Linked DNA regions of Ovis aries: region 2 is linked to region 1. Evidence: chromatin contacts called from public Hi-C data. All regions are on one chromosome and are shown on one strand. The core of a region is the stretch at or near the end of the contact, and the rest is flanking DNA. Distances in the headings are between cores, read along the strand shown.

Region 1 (6,805 bases), core at 2,259-4,758:
CTGTGAATTTTGGGGTGCATGTATCTTTTCGAATTAGAGTTTTCTCCAGATATGTGCCCAGCTGTGGGATTGTTGGATTATATGGTAGCTCAGTTTTTAGTTATTGCTGGTGGCTTTTTTTTTTAACTGATTTAGTGTTGACTGTGCTAGGTCTTTGTTGCTGCGCAAGCTTTTCTCTAATTGTGGTGAGCAGGGGCTGCTCTGGTTGCAGTGTTTGGGCTTCTGTTTGCAGTGGCTTCTCTTGTGGAGCACAGACTTCAGGCATGTGGGCTCAGGAGTTGCAGTTCCCAGGCTCTAGAGCACAGGTTCAGTAGTTGTACACGGGCTTAGTTGCTCCGTGGTATGTGGGATCTTCCTAGACCAGGGATTGAACTCTGTCTCCTACATTGGCAGGTGGATTCCTTACCACTGAGCCACCAGGGAAGCCCTTGTTTTTAGTTTTTGAAGGAGTCTTCATGCTATTTTGCATAGTAGCTGCACCCAGCTTACATTCCCAATGGTGTAGGAGGGTTTCTTTTTCTCTACACTCTCTCCAGCATTTGTTATTCATAGGCTTTTTATTTTTGCAGGTCACATCATGTGGTATGTGGAATCTTTGTTCCCTAGCCAGGGATGGAACCCCTGCCCCCCTGTAGCGGAGGCACAGTCTAAACCACAAGACTGCCAGGGAGGTCCCCTAGACTTTTTTATAATAGTCATTTTGCCCAATGGCTCAGTTGGTAAAGAATCCGCCTACAATGCAGGAGACTAAAGTTCAGTCCCTGGGTTGGGAAGGTCCCCTGGAGAAGGAAATGGCAGCCCACTCCAGGATTCATGCCTGGAGAATTCCATGGACAGAGGAGCCTGGTGGGCTACAGTCCACGGGGTTGCAAGAGTCTGACATGACTTTCGACTAAACTACCACCAACACCACCACCATTCTGGCTTATGTGAGGTGGTACCTTACTGTAGTTTTGATTTGCATTTCTTTAATAATTAGCTATGTTGAGCGTCTTTTCATGTGCTTATTGGCCATCTGTATGTCTTCTTTGGAGAAATGAATATTTAGGTCTTCTGTCCATTGTTTGGGTTGTTTTTTTGTTGTTGTTATTGAGTAGTATGAACTGTTGGTATATTTTGGAAATTAATCCCTTATTGGCCTCATTGTTTGCAGATATTTTCTCCCATTCTACAGGTTGTCTTTTTTCATTTTGTTTATGGTTTCCTTTGTTGTGCAGAAGCTTGTAAGTTTGATTAGATCTTATTTATTTTTGCTTTTATTTGAGTCTTTAAGCCATTTTGAGTTTATTTTATGTGAGGTGTGTTCTAACTTCATTGATTTACATCAGCTGTCTGGCTTTCCTAGCTCCACTTGCTAAAGAGACGGTCTTGTCTCCCTTGTGTATTTTTGCCTCCTTTGTTGAAGATTATTGACCGTGGGTGTATGGCTTTATTTCTGGGCTCTGTCTTCTGTTCCACTGATGCATAGTCTGCTTTTGTGCCGCTACCATGCTGTTTTGATTACTGTAGCTTTTTAGTATTGTCTGGAATGTGGGAGGGTTATGCCTCTTGCTTTATTTATTCTCTTTCTTTAGGATTGCTTTGGCAGTTCTGGATCTTTAGGTCCCATATAGGGACCTATATTTTATATATAGGTCCCATATAAATTTTAGGATTATTTGTTTTGGTTCTGTGAAAAATATCGTGGATAATTTGATAGGGATCACATTAAATCTGTAGATTACTTTGGATAATATGGCCATTTTGACGATATTAATTCCTCCAATCCAGAGTATGGGATGTCTTTTCGTTTCTTTAAATCATCTTCAGTTTCCCTTGTCACTGTCTTAATGGTTCTCAGCGTTTAAGTCTTTCACTTGCTTGGGCAGGTTTGTTCCTAAGTTGTTGTTGGTTTTTTTTATGTGATAAAAAAGGGATTTTTTTTTTTTTCTTTTACTTTCCCTTTCTGGTATTTCCTTGTTAGTATAAAGAAATGCAGCATGTTTCTGTATGTTGATCTTGTATCCTGCTACTTTGCTGAATTCATTGATCAGTTCTAATAGTTTTTGTGTGGACTCTAGGATTTTCTGTGTTTAGTAGCATGTCTTCTGCTTATAATGACAGTTTTGCCCCTTCCCTTCCAGTTTGAGTACCTTTTATTTCAGAGAAGTACAATTCTTAAAGTTCTTATATTTATCCATTGATTTAATGGAATTTCTTTGGTTTTACAGGAATTTTTTTCAAAGAAGTCAGATTGTTCTTTATTCATGTTTGGCTCCCATAATAAGAAGCGGCCAAATAATCTAGTAATAGGTAAATGTCATTTACTTTTTAAAACTTTCATTTTATAGAGTCAGTTCTGTGGCTCATATTGATGGTATTCAGGAGTAACCAGTAAACACTAAGCTAGTTTTTTATTTATCTACCAGTCTGTAGGTAAAGGATGGGCATGTTAATATCACCTTCAATCAAGTTGCAGAGGTTTTATGACTATAAAACATATATCCTAAAATCAGCATTAGAGTTAGAAAAAAAAAAGTATCATACTCACATAAAGTGACCCTTTCCTAATAAATACCTGTGTAATAAACATATTTGAAAATAAACCCTTGCTCTGTATTGAGACTTGGGTTGACATAGTCAGTGACTCAATGGCAAGCTCATTACCCTCCATGGACTTTTATTTGCTCTTCTGTAAAATAAGGAAGTTTGGCTAGGTGATCTTTTAAGATCCTTTCCAGGACCAAGGTTGTAACAGTTCATTCTAGGTGGAGTTGAAAATTTAAGAAAGAAGGAACATGTCTGGGAGATTAAAGGACAAAAAAAAGAAACAGATAAGTAGATGAATATAAGGCAGCTCTTTTGGAAAAATAAATGATTAAAAGAGAATGTGTTTTTTTTCTAGGTCGTATGTATGACTACCATGTGCTGGATATGATTGAATTAGGTATTGAGAAGTTTGTCTCCCTTAAAGATATTAAGGTAAGATAATTGATTTTTTTTAAATAAGCGTTTTATGTTGCTCTTGGGCAATAGTGACATCTTGTGGTGAAGAGTAAGGATACAGTTTTGTAGCTTAAATGAGAAAGAACTTGGTTTTTATGCTAGTGTGCTCGAAAAACTAAAAAGCACAATTTCATTTTATCTTCAAAAAGAAGATATTTACAGTGTATAACACATATGTAGGCAGTTAGAATTCAGAGTTGTTACTAACTCTCCCTTAGGCTCTTAGTAGAAGTGCTGTCCTTAACCTCAGAAATTTCACAATTTTCAAAGTGAACCCTTTTCTAAGAAGGGAAGCTTGCCTAGGAAGCTCTGGGTGATCCTAGAGTATTTTGGCTGCTAGCCATCAAATTGCTAGCTCACTTCTCCCCTTGAGGACCGGCACCTTTGTGTCTCCTTTGTTTGGGATTATGAAATAGAAAGTAGTAAATAGTTTTAGAAAGGCAAAAAACTGTCCTAATGCAGCTCCTGGATCCAAATTTGGCTTCTGCTCCCTCTGACCTCTGCTTCTGGCTTGATCTTGTCCAGCAAACACAACATTTCACTGTGACCTCTTAGCTGCCCTCTAAGGCCAAAATTATTTTCCCTGTTGTATAGATTTGGTGACAGAGGCCCAAAGGAATTCCGTTGATGACCTAGGGTCATACATATAATAAATGGTACAACTAAGATTAGGACTCAAGGACTTTGGTACTATACTTGATCTTAGCCAAAAGGCTGGGGAGCATTAGGACTCAAGAATTTTGAAAGAAAGGATATTGAAGTCTTTAATGGAAGGTTATGTAATTGTTCTCAGTTTATGGATCTTTGAGGATCTTGGTATAGTTGAAAGAATTATAGCAAATACATAATCACTCCTTTTCCCAGCCTCCTCTAAGAAGAGGACATGCTGTCTAGATTTCCTGTAGATTTGAAAAAGAGCTTTTATTAGATCCCCACTTAATCAGCTACATGAGCCTCCTCAGGTACAGGGTAGAACAGTGAGACTGGATTTAGAGACAGAACACTTGAGTTTGAGGCCTTTGCTGGTCATTCAGGTGACATTTGTGACCTGACAAGTCAGTTATTTCCCTGGCCCACAATTGGCAGTCCAGTGTTAAATAGGTGTAACAATGTCAGATGAGATAATATATGTGAAAATGTTTATCAGTGAAAATAATATGTTGAAAGGTATTTTGAAAACTATGTAAACTGTGATGCCTTGTTGTGGATGCCGTCATGTTATCACAGTGTGTTACGGGTCCTCTTTGGGGCTGTGTATGAACCTCTGGAGATGAGCGGTGCCGCTGCTGCTAGTGTGGCCACCTGCCAGTGGACGTGAGTGCTGGCCGATGGCTACACGCCAACCCCTCTGCTCTTTGTACTTCCCTTCCAGAGCAAAGACATACCCTGTCACTGTGCAGCTTCTAAACTGGACCACAAAATCATTAGTGTTTGGCAGGCTTGTTCTTAACAAGAGCTGTTTAAATTGAGTACTAAATTTTCACTCATGGAACATATCCATAACTATAAAATTCATTAACTGATGAGAATGTGCTTACATTGGCAATCCCTACATAGGCTATTAACCAGTCCCTTTCACTATGACCTGTTATTTGGTTATTATACAAGCTTATATTTTTGGTTTGTTTTGAAGTTGTGTGTCTTGTTGCACTTTCTCTCCAGATTTATTTCCTCCTTATTTCTACCTCCTCATTTTAAAGACATCTCTACCAGGCATTTCTTTTCTGACTTGCCCACTTTTATTGCCAAGCTTCATCCTTTTGTTAATACTTAAGCAACAAGTGATTAGACACTACCAGGAAATAGAGTGATTAATCTAGAAACTTGTTTTCTAAGATGATCAAAATTCTAGGGGTGGTTATTCTGCATAGAATAAGTCTAAGGAATGAGATTATTTAAAATTTAAGGTTAGTTAGGGCTTCCCTGGCGGCTCAGAAGTTAAAGCGTCTGCCTGCAATGCAGGAGACCTGAGTTTGATCCCTGGGTCGGGAAGATCCCCTGGAGAAGGAAATGGCAACCCACTCCAGTGTTCTTGCCTGGAGAATCCCATGGATGGAGAAGCCTGGTGGGCTACAGTCCACAGGGTCGCAAAGAGTCGGACATGACAGAGCAACTTAACTTTGACTAATTTTTCAGGCACAGATTAACACGGAAGAGTCAGTGGGTCTGGAAGGTCTATTCAGGCCCTCAATCAGACTTAGCCCATCTCCTAAGTAGACAGGTAGTAGGTTCAGGTTGAAAGCATAGAATGTCAACAAGAGTGGTCATGGTGACCAGGGAGGCAACAAATGACCTCTGGGCCAGCGGCAGAGGATGTTTGTTTGTTTGTTTGTTGTCTTATCACCCCCTCATCCCCCAATTTGGAAAATCCTTGATTAGTGTCAGAGAGATATTAGAGATATTAGAATCAATGGAAAGCTCAGACCAACAATCATTTTTCTTCCCTAAATTAATCCTTTAGTTAAAGAATTTTTTCTCTTTGTTTCTTTTTCACTTTGGTAAAACAAAAATTCACAATTCCTTTTGGTATTAAAAATCTCGAATTAGAGAGATTTCTGGAGGTTCACTTAGGACTCTGAGCTTTCACTGCCGAGGGCCCTGGGTTCAGTCCTAGGTTTGGAAACTAAGATCCCACAAACCATGCAGTGCAACCAAAAAACAGAAAAGAAAAAGAAAAGCCAGAACTAGACAAAACACTTTTTGTAGTAAGAGCTTTGATTCTGTTGAGTGAGGACTGCCCATATTTTCTGTAGCTTGTATAACATATTGCTTCCCATGTGAATGTTTAGCTGGTAGTTTATTTAGTTTTTATTTTAAAATACTACAAATGACATTTTAAAATACTACAAATGACACAGTAGGAAAAGCACATTGTTACAGATAATTCAAAGAAATTAAATTTATTTCAGCTCTGGAATGTTGGCCATTAGAGGGATGTGTTTGTTTTCCAGCTTAGCTTTTTATTTTATTCTTTGCATAGAAAGTAGCTTACCTCATTCTTTAATCACTTATTGATACTAAGAAAGTAGAATGAAAAAAAAATTTTTTAGTATAAAAAAATGTATAAATGAAAAAATCCCCACTCTAGTTTTAAGTAAAATCAGTATTCATAGGGACTTCCTGGCATTCTGGTAGTTAAGGCTGTGCTTCCAGTGCAGGGGTCACAGGTTCAGTTCTTGATTGGGGAACTAAGATCCCACATGCCTTGCAGTGGGGCCAAGAACGATAAGTAAAATCAGTATTCATAGATATAGTTTTAGGACAGTTAAGAAAATATGAAAATCGGTTGCTATAAATATTGACTACTTGAAAATCAGCATATAAACAGTTCAGACTTGATAATTATATAATTACATTTTTTTATTTCCTAGAATAGTAAATGTCCTGAGGGAACAAAACCCATGTTAATATTTGCAGGTGATGATTTTGATGTAACAGAAGACTACAGAAGACTAAAAAGTCTTCTTATTGGTGAGTATTTCAATTCTTATCTGCAGGATAGCTCAAGTAGGCATTCTAAGAGTTGTCATTGGTGGTGGCAGTTTGCAGCTTCACTCTGGATAAACAGCTTTTTTCTTTTGATCTCTCTTTTTCCTTTTGATTATTTAGTTTATTCCCCACTAGACAGAGAGAGTTAAAGGGATATTATACTCTATAGATCATTATTTCTTTCTGCTATTGTGGTAACTTCGGTACCAACCTATTTATATGGCATTTTATACTTTACTACTTTCTTGCACCCATCTCCTATCATTATTGGTATTATTAAATTTAGAAAATTGAAAAGTTCTATTTTAAAGATTATTATACATCATCTACT
Region 2 (6,805 bases), core at 1,997-4,496, 370 kb before region 1:
TAAGAAATCTTGGAAAACATTACTTCTTCCCAGAAAATTCCCAGAAATGTTTCAAGTCAGAACCTTCACATAAGTTTAAGAAGATCCCTCAGTTTCAGGAAACTATTTCCCATTTAGTCAAGACTTTAACATTTGTCTGAAAATATAGAGAGTTGGATCCTAGAATAACAGAATGTCACAACTACTTAGACCTCCGAGATCATTCTGGAACAATACTCTTGTTTTCACCAGTGAAGATGCTGTGCTGAGAGAGGTGACTTGGCAAATAGGAAAAGTACAAAAGATAAAGGCAGGTTTATTTGCGTTTGTCCCCATAGACCCCAAGAAGCCTAAAACTGTGTTATTTAATAATGTAACAAAGCATTGCTTTTGAGCTGTAGTGTTGGAGAAGATTCTTGAGAGTCCCTTGGACAGCAAAGAGATACAACCAGTCCATCCTAAAGGAAACCAGTCCTGAATATTCATTGGAAGGACCGATGCTAAAGCTGAAACTCCAATACTTTGGCCACCTGATGCGAAGAACTGACTCATTTGAAAAGACCCTGACACTGGGAAAGATTGCAGGCAGGAGGAGAAAGGGACGACAGAGGATGAGATGGTTGGATGGCATCATTGACTCAATGGACATGAGTTTGAGTAAACTGTGGGAGCTGGTGATGGACAAGGAGGCCTGGTGTGCTGCAGTCCCTGGGGCTGCAAAGAGTCGGACACAACTGAGTGACTGAACTGAACTAAAAGTGTCACACATAAGTGAAAAATGAAGTTCTAGAAGAAGCCATAGAGGCCACAGGATCTTCTTTCCTCAGAGCAATAACAATGATCTCTAGACAAAGCTGGCCAAATTCATTTTGACAGACTTTCTCACTGAGGATGAATTTCAGTTAGTGACGAAACAACATGAATCCCAAATCTCTCCTGGAAAGGCCAGCATGAACAGTATAATTCAAGTATTTCCTTCCTGAGTAATTTTACATGAACTCTTTCCTAGAATGCATTTTTCCTAGAGCAACCTCTAAAATAAACATATACTCTTAAGGATGTAGAAAACATGGTTGCATTTAACACTTCTTACATTACTAAGAGTCTTACCTCAGGCAAGGTTTCTTACTTTATTTAAAGCTCTGTTTCAACAAATAGATAATAATTATTCAAAATAAGTAAGTCCATGGACAAGGCTTAGGTCATTGTGTTATGCTATAAACATACTGTATATCTATATAGTTTTACTATAAACATAGACGTACTATAAACCAGTAAGTCTATATAGTTTAACTCCTCCAGCCTGGACTTTTGTGTTAGTTCAAATAAAAAGAAAGTATAATTATTTTGGAATCAGAGTACTGGAAAGAAACATTAGCAAGTCAATGTTTTTGTTGTTGTTCAGTCACTCAGTCATGTCCAACACTTTGCAACCCCATGGACTGCAGCATGCCAGGCTTCCCTGTCCATCACCATCTCCCAGAGCCTGCTCAAACTCATGTCCATTGAGTCGGTGATGCCATCCAACCATCTCAGACACTGTCATCCTCTTCTCCTGCTTTCAGCCTTTCCCAGCATCAGGGTCTTTTCCAATGAGTCAGCTCTTTGCATCAGGTGACCAAAGTATTGGAGTTTCAGCTTCAACACCAGTCCTTCCAAAGAACACCCAGGACTGATTTCCTTTAGGATGGACTGGTTGGATCTCCTTGCAGTCCAAGGGACTGTCAAGAGTCTTTCCCAACACCACAGTTCAAAAGCATCAATTCTTTGGCACTCAGATGACAGGATGAAAACCACAATCACAGAAAACTAACCAAACTAATCACATGGATCACGGCCTTATCTAACTCAATAAAACTAGGAGCCATGCCTTGTAGGGCCACCCACGACAGACGGTTCATGGTGGAGAGTTCTGAGAAAGCGTGGTCCACTGGAGAAGGAAATGGCAAGCCAATATGTTTTTACATACAGATTAGTTCACTGATCACTGGAGGCACAGCCAGACAAGGTCTTAAAACATAGTCCCTGCTTTTAAATAGCTTCATTACCAGTAAAAACATTTATCAGACTCACACAGGCAGAACTGAAAGCTAAGTAAGTTGAAAACAAGGACTTCCCTGGCAACCCAGTGGTTAAGACTCCACCTTCCACTTCAGGGTGTGCAGTTCCATCCCTGGTCAGGGAACTAAGATCCCACACGCTGCTCAGTGCAGCCAAAAACTTTTTTAAAGAAGAGAAAAAGAAAATTGAAAACGGATTTAAAACTTCAATGATCATGTTTTTGTCATTAAATGTCCTTTCACCTTCATTTTAATAAAAGTTTTTCTTCTGAAAGCAATCTTCTGCCCTCTCTTCAAGAAGGCCAGATTCAAGTTTTGTGAAGCTTGAAGTTTATACAGTTTGCAGAAACCACTTTAGAGGACAAAGGTTACAAATACAAAATTCTAATATTTAGAGTAAGAAAAGAAGTCACAATACCTTATAATTTTCAAAAAGCTGACTAATTAAAAAAAAAAAAAAAACTCATGAAATCTGCAAACTAAACTTTTTTTTCCCCCTGAATGTTCTGACACTCTCTAAAATCCTTTTCTCCTCATGACATTGTTTGTGGGACCAAACCTTATCTGAAGCCAACTATCTCTGGACTCTTCTGTTATATAACCTGATATTTCTCTTTATTATTTAAGCTACTTTGAATTATTGGGGACATAGAATCCTGATTTATACAGAGATATAAGAAAAGCTCATAATAAGCTTTAAGGATAGGTGGACCTCAGCTGAGGAAGAAAATCGCTCAAGGGTTTATCCCAGCTTGCAAAATATAGAGTGGTTTGTGTGGTCACACAGACATTCCCTCTGTCGACTGAAAAAAAAAAAAAATTGCACAGCCTAAAAGTTTAGAATTGTATTTTATGAGACAGACTTTCTGAGGACTTCAAGCCCAGGAGGTAACCTCTGAAGATAGCTCTGAGGGACTGCACCAAAGAGGTAAGGGAGAAGCCAGGGTGTATAGGAGTTTTTGCAACAAAGACCAAGTAGTCAGTACATCAAAATATTACTGTTAATTAAAGAAAACCAAGATAGCTCAAGTTAATGAATTTGGTATTTTTTTAATGTATGAAAAGATGTAAGAGTCTGGGTTCACTGAAATCATTGCTTTGATTGACACTTTAGCTTTCCAGGCCAGTATCCTGTTCTTTCCCATCCTGTGTGCCTGCAGGGTGCACCGCTGGGGGGTGGCTTCAGTGGCTGAGGGCTTGGCAATAGACAGCCCGTTTGTCTCCATGGTCAGTTCCCTCATGGCTCACTGTCCGAGCCGCAGGAGCTGCCTGAGGGCTGCAACACCCCTTGTACCGATATGGCTGGTAACATTTTTACACCTCCATTAGCAGAAGGAACTTAGAGTCATTTCTTAACTTCTAGCACTGTGTGATGAATATAATTGAGCCATAGAAGGATATGGGGAAAAAAAAAATTTGTTATGTCGGAATACAACAAAAAGATTGTTACTGCTTTTAACAAGTGTTTAATAATTAGCCCTTAGTGGGAAAAGGTTACATGGCTCCTTTGATGTGGTTGCCTAAAATTAATCATTACCTAGTACTGCTTTGTTTACAGTGGAATCAGGAAATAATCTGTGTAAAGATGAAAAAATGGTAGGGAAAGGCTTAATTAACTAAAAGCTGTGTTTACTTAAAATCCATTAAGAAAGGGCATTTCAAAGAAGTAAGCAGAAACCCTAGCTTGCGATAAGCATTCGGTAATGTAGCTTTGAGGCGTAAATGTGCCATGGGAAAGCAATAATAGATCTGAAATAGAAAATTCTGTCTGTAGCGTAGAGAAACAAACGGTCATTTTCAAAGTGTGTGAGGTCAGTGTGGTTCTGGTGGGAATGAGACAGAAAGAAGCCCCCAGAATAGCTGCATTTGGAATTGAATTGCTTTAGAGCAGAATCCAATGCAGTCTTTTGTTTTTGCCACCTAAAAAGCTGAAAAGGCCAAGCCCACTAAGCTTTAGTGTATCCTTTACAGTTGTGGTTCATTCAGTGATGACCTTCCAGGATTTACCTGGAACCATAAAGGAGGAAGGAGGCAGGATGACTTTGATCTTGGGGGTGGGCATTGTGTGTGGCAGTTTGAAACAGGATCTCAGCTCCCTGAGTGGGAAGCAGAGCCAGACTTGTGACGGGGAGAATGCCAAATTCTAGCTGCTGGTGGCTAGAAGCAGAGCCCTTGTCTTCTCTTAAAAAAATTTTTTTTTTTAGCTAAGAGATGGAACATAGAAACAGATAAAGTGTTTATCTGAGAAAGATACATGCAGATAGGCACCTGGGCGGTCTCAGAGAGTCGCACCTTTGGGGGGACTTAAATCACTTAAATGGAGACAGTTTTCCGGGGTTCCTCCAGCCAGTCATCTTGCTCTGTCTGTCTGGCTCCGGGTCCATATTTGTTCTGACTAAGGGCCCTCCCCGTGTGCATGTTCATCTTTTAGCCAAGATGGGTTCCAGTGTGAGGGTGTCTGGGAGGTTAACAAAACATCTGATAGCCTAATGTTCCCTCCCCTGAGGAACCCCCCTGTGCCTATATAGTCTGGGAGGTCTCCTTGACCCTGAGGATGAGAAATAGGTGGACTCTCTATCTTTTCCCAATACTGGGCTTACCCCTCTCTGTTCCTGCTAGTTTTGTTATCTTGAAGCATCTAGAGGTGACAAACTCAAGCTGCTTGTCATATTCCTGTTGTAATCTTTGTCTCAAAACATAAACAGGAGGCAAATTGTCTAACTGGAGCTCATTTGTCTCCTTCCTCAAATTGAGAAGCATACAAAAACAGTTACTATTTGGGGTGGGTTTTCATTTCAGCAGTTTCTCAAAACACTTTCCCTAGTTGCTGCTCATAATGGAAAAATAGGTTCCATGGCAGAATCATGGCACTGTTGTCGGGGCCTCAAAGAGCACCTCATCCAGGATGCACTTTGCCCGTAAATTAAGACACCTGTTGAAGACCGCACCAGCAAGTTGATGGCTGCATAACTTTGATAAAAAAGATAGTGGAGCCTAAGGAGGAAGTCTGTTCCAAGTTGTAAAATGCATGCTGCCTCCCATCCCCCTGCACATGAACTCATCAGTTCTCACAGCCTCGCTTCCCTCCACCTACCCCCACCAGGTACCTGAGACTATCGCATTATCTCCCTTTTAGAGCAAGGGTAAAACTGAGACCTATTCTTACAGAAAAGTATACCTCATAGGCCGTATGATCCATAAGGGGTCTGTCTTGACCTCCTGGTCTGATGTGGGCTCTCCGTCAGTGTTTGTTGAGGAAATGTGTACCACAGAAGGTAGCTGAGTTGCTCAGTAAAGCCACCCCAACCCCTTCCCACTCAGCTGGCCTTAAACTTCTTTCGTTTCCTAAGATGCCATACCAGCCTGCCTGGCCTGGCTGGTAGGCATGATGGTCTTGACTTGCAGATTCCCTTATCTTTAATGGCACAGTTTGACCAGCTGCCCTCTGTTGCAGGCAACACTTCTCACTCTCCTCTTGGGTGACTGTCTTCAAGCAACCAGCCTCAGTCTCAGCTGACTCGATATTCTTATTGCACTGAGACCATAACAGAGAAAAATTAATAGAGAATGTTCACTCCCTGCACCACATATAATCTCTCTCCTTTTATTCATTTATCCCACATACTCTGCTTTTCCACCACGTGAAGGACAAACTTTTCTAACTTGGGCAGCCTGGCAGTGTGTGTGGGAGGTACCCATCTCCTTCTCTACTTGGGATCTCCTGTCTGCTTTTTATAAGAAGTTGTGATATCTTGATTTTAGCATCCTCACTTGGTCTCACATCCCTTCAGGCTAATGTCCCTTTTTTCCCCTGCTCCCTTTTAAGGAAAAATTCCTCCAGGAGTCTTCAGTTCTTCTCCCTTTCTCTCTTGATACCAATCCTGTCAAGCTTTTGCCCACTTCAGTGAGCTCCTCTGTGTCAATCCTATAGGCAATTGTCAAGTCTTGATATTACTGGATCATTACTAGCAGCATTTATCGAACTGGAAACCAGGTCGCCTCCCGTCTTGATGACTGTTCCTTCATGTATCCTTCTCTAGATCTTGTTCCTCTTTCCAGTTTCTAATACTGGAAAGCTCTAAGAAGAGCCACGAACCTCCTCTCTGTCTGCACTCACTCTGTCTTGCTATCTTGGTTTTAGATATCATCCTTATGAATTGCATCCACACACTGACGACTCACGAGTCAGTATCTCTGGTGCCGAGCTTTTACCTGAACTCCAACTTCTTGACATCTCCACTGGGAAGTCTGATGGACCACCTTAATATTTCCGAAACAGATTTTGTAATACTGATCTTCTCCCTAAAGCTGCTCATCCCCCAGTGATCAGTATCTTAGTGAATGATACCTTTAATCTCTTAGTTGTTTAGTTGACTTTTCTTTTCCTCTCATATTCTATGTCTGAACATCAGCAGGTCATGTTACCTTTACCTCCAAAGTGTACCTCATTCCAAACACTTGTCACCACCATTCACCATTCTTGGTGGCACTAAGCCACTTAACCACTCATCTGGACTATCACAGTGGCCTCCCAACCAGTCTCCCTGCTTTTAGACCCAAGTCTGTTCTTAGCACAACAGCCAGTGTGATCTTTTGAAAATACGAGGACTGCTGCCCTCGAGAAACTCTCACACGAGGACATGGACTAGAAATTCTATTGTTTGTTACAGAGAAAAATTGGAAGCAACCTGTCAGTGGGTAAACTGTGTCATATTCCTGCTGTGGAAAACTATGCAACAGGAGGGAAGTGAATTAGATTAATGTAG

What was found. Hi-C and Micro-C count contacts between places; a contact is called where the count stands out from the background.
Region 2: a Hi-C map of liver shows a contact between it and region 1, with 4 times the contacts expected there. The contact joins two enhancer-like sites. A contact is called at or near these places in 7 of 16 Hi-C or Micro-C datasets (blood, liver, muscle and 1 more).

What each region holds. Positions count from the first base shown.
Region 1 is chr8:26,661,189-26,667,993 of ARS-UI_Ramb_v3.0, reverse strand. RPF2 (ribosome production factor 2 homolog) reads left to right here. Exons shown (of 10, transcript XM_004011200.5): 5 at 2,211-2,292; 6 at 2,885-2,961; 7 at 6,357-6,456. Among named protein-coding and RNA genes, the nearest start is that of RPF2, 16 kb to the left of the region's middle. Within about 2 kb of position 3,508, at least 4 of the 54 cell types and tissues checked have an H3K27ac peak or open chromatin away from gene starts, as enhancers often do. A contact at or near this core is called in liver, where this site is marked.
Region 2 is chr8:27,029,527-27,036,331 of ARS-UI_Ramb_v3.0, reverse strand. No RefSeq gene overlaps it. Among named protein-coding and RNA genes, the nearest start is that of SLC22A16, 26 kb to the left of the region's middle. Within about 2 kb of position 3,246, at least 3 of the 54 cell types and tissues checked have an H3K27ac peak or open chromatin away from gene starts, as enhancers often do. A contact at or near this core is called in liver, where this site is marked.